Linked DNA regions of Mus musculus: region 2 is linked to region 1. A link is a contact called in public HiChIP or PLAC-seq data. All regions are on one chromosome and are shown on one strand. Each heading gives the region's core, a stretch centred on a gene start, on an enhancer-like site or on the middle of the called end of the contact. The rest is flanking DNA. Distances are from core to core; before and after follow the strand shown.

Region 1 (3,983 bases), core at 805-3,304:
CAACGGACATTCTGAGCCCTGATTAACCATAGATCCAGGACGACTGCATTAGTCTCCGCACAGCTACAAATACATGAGAACCAAGCAGCAAGCTACATGTTCTTTGAGGAAATCTGACCCTTTCCAGGGAACACAATCAGTCAGAGCTGCTGTTAAGCCTTTTTGCTAAGGGAGCTATCCCCACCCGCCTTCCATTCCCGTGTTGTTTGCAAATCAGAGCAAAGACAGTAAAGCGTAATAATGGCATTGAGTTTGGAATATTATTTTTAATTTATTACTTTACTTTTGTACACACCACACACACACACACACACCATGATGTGTCGGTCCTCTGGAGTTCTTCCACCCTGTTAGGCAGGGTCTCTCATGTTTCTGCTGCTGCTGCTGTTGCTGCTGCTGCTGCTGCTGCTGCTGCTGCTGCTGCTGCTGCTGCTGCGCTTGTGAGCAACACTTGCTCATGTGCATGCGCGCGCGCGCGTGCACGTGGGGGGACAGGGCGGGGGTATGGCGTATGCACGAGGAAGTTAGAGGACACCGTGCAGTTCTCTCCTACAAAGTGTGTCCCAGGCATGGAATTCAGCTCCTCACATTTAGGAGCAGGTGCTTTTAACAGTGAAGTCATCTCTCTGGCCCCACATTTGGCGGTTTACTTGGGCTCTGGGGATCCAATTCAGGTCATCAAGCTTCTTCAGCAAGCACTTTTACCCACTGAGCCATCTCCCAGTATACACACACACACACACACACACACACACACACACAATGTGTCCTTTTTTCAATTAGAAATTTTCTAAAATTCAGGCTAGGGTGGGGGGTGGCTCAGCTGGGGTAAAATGCTTGCCTTGCAAGATGAGGATTTTAGCTGGATCTTCATAACCCACATAAAAATGCTGGGCCTGGAGCCATGGGTGTGTGGACTGGGGCCCGCTACCCATTCAGTCTAGCCTAATGGGTGAGTTCCAGCCAATGAGCAGCTATCTCAAAGGAGTTGAGCTGTATTCCAGAGGATGACACCAGAGGTTGTCCTCCGGCCTCCATATGCACACATGCACACACACACACACACACACACACACACACACACACACACACACACACCACACACACACCTGTATCTACACACATGATACAAGCATTCATCTGTATGAATACACATGAAAAGAAAAAGGAAATTTCATGCGGATGGTGATGGCACATGCCTGTAGCCCCAGCACTCTGGAGGCAGAGGCAGAGGCAGACAGATCTGAATTTGAAGCCAACTTGATCTACAGAGTGGGTTTCAGGACAGCTACTGCTACATAGAGAAACCATGTTTTGAAAAAGAAAAAGAAAAAAAAAGAAAACGGAAAAGAAAGAAAGAAGAAAGGGAGAAAGAAGAAAAGAAAAAAGAAAATTACTGAAATCCAGACAAATGTCAAAAAAGAAGTACCTGCCATCCTAGCTAGGTTCTTTACTACTCATATATTCATTTATGTATACATGTATGTTATAACATTCTACTTAAGCATATAGTTTTATGTTCTTAGTCATCTGCTCTGAATTTTATTTCAGGTCATTATTTTTCAAAACTGTATCGTTTTACAGAGACAATCCACTAACAGTTATTTTACACTTTAATTGCATGTATTGCTAACCCGGGGCTTTGTGCCTGCTAAGCGCATGCTCATCGTCTGAGCTACGCCCCAACCCTCAGATCAGCCATTGCTTTCTCTCTCTGTTGTATGACTTGCCCTGGAGGGATGTGAGCAAATGCCTCTCCACCCCAGATAAGGCCCCCAAAACAGACCAAAGAGCAAATGTACACTCCGTAAGAGCAGTTCACTGAGCCAATGGAGTTTACTGAGCCTGCTTCCATCTCCACGGGTGCAGGGTACTTAAGGAACATGACTCATAGGATGACCAAGAAGACCCACCCCAGCATGGGTAATGGTCTCCAGGAAACTGCAGATGGTTTCTTCCCTCTGTGTAACAAGTCCCTCCCAAGACCACATAACAGCCGAGACAGAAATACCTATAGCTAGGGAACAGTAACAGGGTGTGGGGGAGGGGAACACAGGAGGGAGGGAGGGGCTGGAATCTCAAACATCTGAGGACTGACCCCTCCCACCACCTCCTAAGAGGGTCTATCAACAGGCCCTGTCTTGTGAAGGTCATGTAAGGGTTACTACCACTTGAAGATAGTAACAGCAGAGCTATGCTTGAAAGCCATCTCATGACGGCCTATCACGATGTCTCATATAGGAGGTCATTTATTTTTAGCCCTCAGCTTCAGGAGGTGGGGCTCTTGGCATCTGCAGGGTTGCTTATACCTATTTGGGGCCTCGGGTGAAGCATGAGAGTCAACCTTCCCATCTGGCTATGTGTGCACAGATATTAAAGCACTGGAGGGAGTAACAGAGAGAAGGCCATGGTAACACAACAGAGGCGGGCGGCTTTTTTATCCACTTACAGCAGTCTTTTACGACCAGATAGAAAAAAGGAATACAGCTATGAAAGAGAACAGGCCAGGAGACATGGCTCTCTGTGAGTTTGAGGCCAGCCAGATCTACATATCCAGTTCCTGGCATCCAGAGCCACAGTGAGAGACCTTGTTTCAAAAACAAAAGACAAAAAACAAAAACCCACCAACCAACCAAATAAAACAAACAAAGGATTGAAGGAGGAAAGAAAAAAAGAAGCTAAGGAGAACATAATTCCTGTATATTCCATGTCCTGAGATGTCTTTTAGGAAGGATGGGCATATCTTTAAGGGTGAGTGGAGAATGTTCTAAGTGTCCATCAGTGGATCCATGGGTATGCCTACGGTGGACCACCCTTCAAGTTTTTAAAAAGAAAAACTTCTGGCCATCCACTGCCAATGTGGTAGTGGATGGATTTGGATGGATTTGGAGGTCACTTTACAAAATAAGGCGATCATAGCTGAGGGTAGTGGTTCACACCTGAGTTCCCAGCACTCAGGAGGCTGAGGCAGGATGGGTACCTAAGTTCAAAGCCAGGCTGAGCTTACAAACGAGAGAGAGAGAGAGAGAGAGAGAGAGAGAGAGAGAGAGAGAGAGAGAGAGAGATACCTATTAGCAATTACTTCCCAAGCTTTCCTCAACTCCAAGCTCTCTGGCAACTCCTGCAAGCCGCCTCCCTGACCCTGTCTGCACATCTGCCTGGATATTCCACATAAGTGGGTGCAGACATGGAGATGGAGAAGAGTCCCCGATAGGTCCAGGGTGATGGACAAGTATACACTAAATAGTGCTGATGGTCGCTGGATGCACTTAACACACCTTAAAGTGGCTGGAATGGTCTGTTTTATGTTGTGAACATTTTACCATCATAAAATTTAACCCCCAAGCTTGGGGGCCGGAGAGATGATTCGGTGATTAAAAGTAATGGTTGCTCTTCCAGAGGACCCAGGTTCGATTCTCAGCACCCACATGGCGGCTCACAACAAACTGTAATTCCAATCCAAGATAAGCTAATTTAACTAAAACAAGATTGGCCATTTTATTTTCAAAAATCAAGGTATAATTCAACAAAACCTGTGGAGTAAGAAATGATTTGGGGGCTGGAGAGATGGCTCGCCACTTAAGAGCACTGACTCGCTCTTCCAGAGGTCCTGAGTTCAATTCCCAGCAACCACATGGTGGCTCACAACCGTCAGTAATAGGATCCCATGTCCTCTTCTTGTGTGTCTGAAGAGAGTGACAGTGTACTCACATAAACAAACAAACACGGGGGCTGGAGAGATGGCTCAGAGGTTAAGAGCACTGACTGCTCTTCCAGAGGTCCTGAGTTCAATTCCCAGCAACCATATGGTGGCTCACAACCATCTGTAATGAGATCCGATGCCCTCTTCTGGTGTGTCTGAAGACAGTTACAATGTACTCACCACATATATAAAATAAATAAATAAAATCTAAAAAAACAAAAAAGAAAAAAAGAAAAAAACCAAACACATCTTTAAAAGCAAAAAAAAAAAAAAAAGTAAA
Region 2 (3,983 bases), core at 824-3,323, 280 kb after region 1:
CAGAAATCTACCTGTGTTTGCCCCCTGAGGGCTGGGATTAAAGTAAGTACCACCGTGTCCAGGACAATTACTGGGGTGTGTGCCATCATCCTGGCTAAAGGGTTTTATATGGAAAGGAAAGGTCTTTCTTGGTTATCATGTAACATAATAGGGCTCTCTTGCAATACAAAATAATGAAATTTATGAGCAACCTGTTAGGTGTGTGAGATGACAAAATCCAACTAAATGTATAAAAGGAATGCAGGTCAGGGTATATGCCAGTCGTTGTTGGGGAACTTACACTGTGACAGTGGGAGAGATGGTCCCCCTTCCTGACTCAAAGGGCTGTGGTGAACTGTTGAGATAACAGATAGCAGTGCTTGGTTGTGGTCTAGCCTACAACAATAGCTTATCAATCACCGAATACATTTTTAGAATTCTTGTGATGTGATGTGTTTGCATGCCAGAAAACACTCTATCACATCTAGTATCTCCAGCCTCGAATAACTTCTGAATGTAACTAAAACTGGAGAATGAAAGAAGCTGTAGTTCATGAAGGGTGGATAGCACAAGCCTCTCTGGGTGAGGATTTCACCACAGCAATCACCAGAGAAATGGAACTAAGAGTAGCTGCACCCGCAGCTGGCTATTTCTCTCCTTAAGAGAGGATGTTAAAATTGTCATCCCCTTGTGCCCCCTCAGGATTAGGCACCACACCTGACTTATAATCTTACAGGCCTTGTGGTTTTAATCTGCTTTCTCAGGGAAGGAAAATCATGGTCTAGAAAAGCCAGGTGATTCACAAAGCCAGAGCCAGGACCTAGGGGGGCGGGGTCTCGGAGTCCTGGTCCAGCACTCCTTTTGGCTCAGGTTCCACATCCTAGCTGGCAGGAGACGAGTGCCAAGCTCACCTTCCGGACACTGGGGAGCACGTAAGGTTTTCCGTTATCATCCCGGTAGGCACCAACTCCCAGGTTCATCTTCTTGCTGTTGGTATCTCTCTTGAAGGCTTCGGTAACGCCCAGGATGGGATCTGGAGGTCCCATTTCAACATGGGTCCACCAGGAGCTGAAATGAGAAATAGGTTACCCCAGCCATGAGCTCGATTCCTACAGCCAGGTATGTCTCTGCTCTGCCAAAGATCCATGTTGGCATGTGTGTATCACAGAACAGGCACCAGCTATCCAATAGCACAAAAGCCTTCAGAAGACTGGAGATCAGCACAAACATGAAAAGATGCAGAAAGATAGCACCAAGTTATTTTGGGTAGGATAGGGTACAACCACAGCTTTAAAACATTTTTTTCCCTTCAGCTTATTAATGAATAATGAAGGCGTGGCTCATATACATCGGGGCACGTTATCCAGCTGTAAAGAAAAGTGAAAATTAAAGTTTCAGGTAAGCGGACATCACCAGTAAGTGTTATGAGTGGGGTAACTCGGACCCAGAAACAGACGCTGCCTGCATGTTCTCTCCCTAGCTCAGAGTCTTTAGATGCACGTGTAAAACCTGGAGCCACCACAGAAATCAGGAAGATAAAAGGGACCATGGAGACCCACTGCTAGAGAGGGGGACTGGAAACAGGTGCAATAAAGGGGGGAATGGGAAAACAAGGGAGCCGTTTTAACTGGGAAGCAGAAAGGGAGAGGAAGCCAATAAGGTGGGGGTGGGGGTGGGGAGTTGTCTAAAAGGCTTGAAAAGCCATAGGGAAACAGTTTTCATTCGGTTTACATAGACACTTGCCAAGGAGATGCCATTTGTATGACAATGCTCCTCAAGCACATTAGGCTACCTAACAAGAGTGCCAGGCACGGGAAACCTTCCTTTGGCTTGTTGGTCAGGCGAGTCTAAGAGACTCCCAAACTAAGATGGCTAGTGCCCTTGTCCTCCGAGAAACTGAAAGTAAGCTCCCCATTGCTGAAAATAGCACCTGCCAGACAAAAGCCTGGGAGAAAGTGATCTGGAAGCCGCCTGCTTTCTCATCTTAGCCTAAAAGGCTCTGGCAAGCTGCCAAGGGGGAGGAGCAATCGCCAGTCCTATTCAGCCTTAACATTTACAAACCACAACAATGACCAGCAAAGGCAAAATAGTTCCAAGCTCGCAAGACTGATACTGTGTATCTTGTGGCAATCCACAGCTGTCCAGCCTATCTGAAGTTTCACCTAGAGAATTCATGCCTTGTAGCCGGTGATTGTTACTTTGTGTAGGGGTTTCTTTATTCCACCTTTCCCTACCCGTTTTCCTTCCACCCTTCCACCCCCTAACACCTGAGAAGAATGATAGCTAGGAAAGGAAAGAGATCCCTGAATAAAGTCAAGGGTTGGAAAGGGGGTTAGACTACTTCCTGCTGACTAGGGGTGTCAAGTTCCTTAGGGGCAAGTTTGCTCTTTGTTGTCAGGATATCAAATTTGTTTCTTACACCTTTTTTTTCTTTTTACACTTTTATACTACTTAACAAACCTTGACCAACAGCAACCAACAACCCACCTCTTGGGGGGTCTAGTATTTATTTATTTGTTTATTTTTCAAGACAGGGTTTCTCTGTATAGTCCTGGCTGTCCTGGAACTCACTCTATGAGCAGGCTGTCCTTAAACTCAGAAATCTGCCTGCCACTGCCTCCCAAGTGCTGGGATTAAAGGCACATACCAGCACTGCCAGGCTATTTATTTTTAAAGATTTTACTCTCTATATATGAGTATACTGTAGCTGTCTTCAGACACACCAGAAGAGGGCATAGGATCCCATTATAGATGGTTGTGAACTACCATGTGGTTGCTGGGATTTGAACTTAGGACTTCTGGAAGAGCAGCTGGTACTCTTAACCGCCGAGCCATTTCTCCAGACCCTGGGCCTACGATTTATATGCCCTCTGAAAAGTCTCCAGAATTCCAAACATCACACAATTGCACAAAGTATCTGCAGCTGGCCAAATCATGCCCTGCCAGAGAAGAAAGCAAATCATGGTTGCTGTGGACAATCTGAGGCAGTCCCACGTGCCACACCTGGGATTAAAATGAAAACATTCATATATAGCCCAGAAAACAAATGAACAAGTACACCGGTATGCCTAGCTTGTGTAGTTGCTGGGGATCGAACCCAGGCCTTTGTGCATGCTGGACAAGCGTGGCTACCAGTTGAGTCATATGTCCAGCCTCTGGCTTGAAATCTAGGTCAGGTGCTTCTGTGTACTGGAGCTTACACTAGGATTTCTGCAGCTTAAACTACAAAACAAAGCCTACCCTTACTATGTGTCAATAATATGGAAAGACTAAGTGCCTGCCTGACATGTTTTCCACCTCTGGACGGTACTGGCAGACTAGATTGCAAAATCCTAGTTCTCAGTACTTAAAGCATCAATTCATAGGCTTCCTGGCAAATGTGAAACCACATTTCTACTACTTTGAATGCACTACCTTAAAATACGTTTTGCGGCTTGTTTCATTCTTAACCAGTGTAATTTTAGGAAAAACATGTATTAGATGAATACTTAACCCAGGTGAAAGGCATAGTATTTATTATTAATATATATTTTATTTCTATTTATTTATTTATGGTTTTTCGAGACAGGGTTTCTCTGTATAGCCCTGGCTGTCCTCGAACTCAGAAATCCGCCTGCCTCTGCCTCCCGAGTGCTGGGATTAAAGGCGTGTGCCACTACCCCCGGCATTAATATATATTTTAAAAAGAATTTATTTTATGTATATGGGTATATTTGTAGCTGTCTTCAGACACCAGAAGAGGGCATTGGATCCCATTGCAGATGGTTGTGAGCCACCATGTGGTTGCTGGGAATTGAACTCGGGACCTCTGGAAGAGTAGTCAGTGCTCTTAACTGCTGAACCTTCTTCCATCCAGCCCTCATTAATATATTTTATTTTTAATTGCTAGTGAAGGGTTCTACTACTGGGGTATAAGTCATAACCCAGTTTGAATTTTTTAAAAAATATGTTTAGGCTTAGAGGAATTGAACAGGTCATATTTCTCACCCCCTTGCTAGCACTAG

Evidence for each region. HiChIP or PLAC-seq counts read pairs in DNA pulled down with a chosen protein or histone mark.
Region 2: an H3K27ac HiChIP or PLAC-seq map of embryonic stem cells shows a contact between it and region 1, with 4 times the contacts expected there. The contact joins two enhancer-like sites. A contact is called at or near these places in 14 of 39 promoter capture datasets (the C10 cell line, the HPC-7 cell line, cranial neural crest and 7 more), 1 of 15 datasets of contacts at CTCF or cohesin (embryonic stem cells), 1 of 484 Hi-C or Micro-C datasets (erythroblasts), 7 of 115 datasets of contacts at active chromatin or transcription factors (the SCID.adh cell line, embryonic stem cells, extraembryonic endoderm stem cells and 2 more) and 3 of 9 other capture datasets (adipose tissue, liver and pancreatic islet).

The regions. Positions count from the first base shown.
Region 1 is chr8:95,594,852-95,598,834 of GRCm38.p6, forward strand. It overlaps the pseudogene Gm31518. Among named protein-coding and RNA genes, the nearest start is that of Prss54, 21 kb to the left of the region's middle. Within about 2 kb of position 2,055, at least 23 of the 459 cell types and tissues checked have an H3K27ac peak or open chromatin away from gene starts, as enhancers often do. A contact at or near this core is called in embryonic stem cells, where this site is marked.
Region 2 is chr8:95,876,823-95,880,805 of GRCm38.p6, forward strand. It overlaps Got2 (glutamatic-oxaloacetic transaminase 2, mitochondrial), which reads right to left. Exons shown (of 10, transcript NM_010325.3): 2 at 891-1,047. Among named protein-coding and RNA genes, the nearest start is that of Got2, 9.6 kb to the right of the region's middle. Within about 2 kb of position 2,074, at least 106 of the 459 cell types and tissues checked have an H3K27ac peak or open chromatin away from gene starts, as enhancers often do. A contact at or near this core is called in embryonic stem cells, where this site is marked.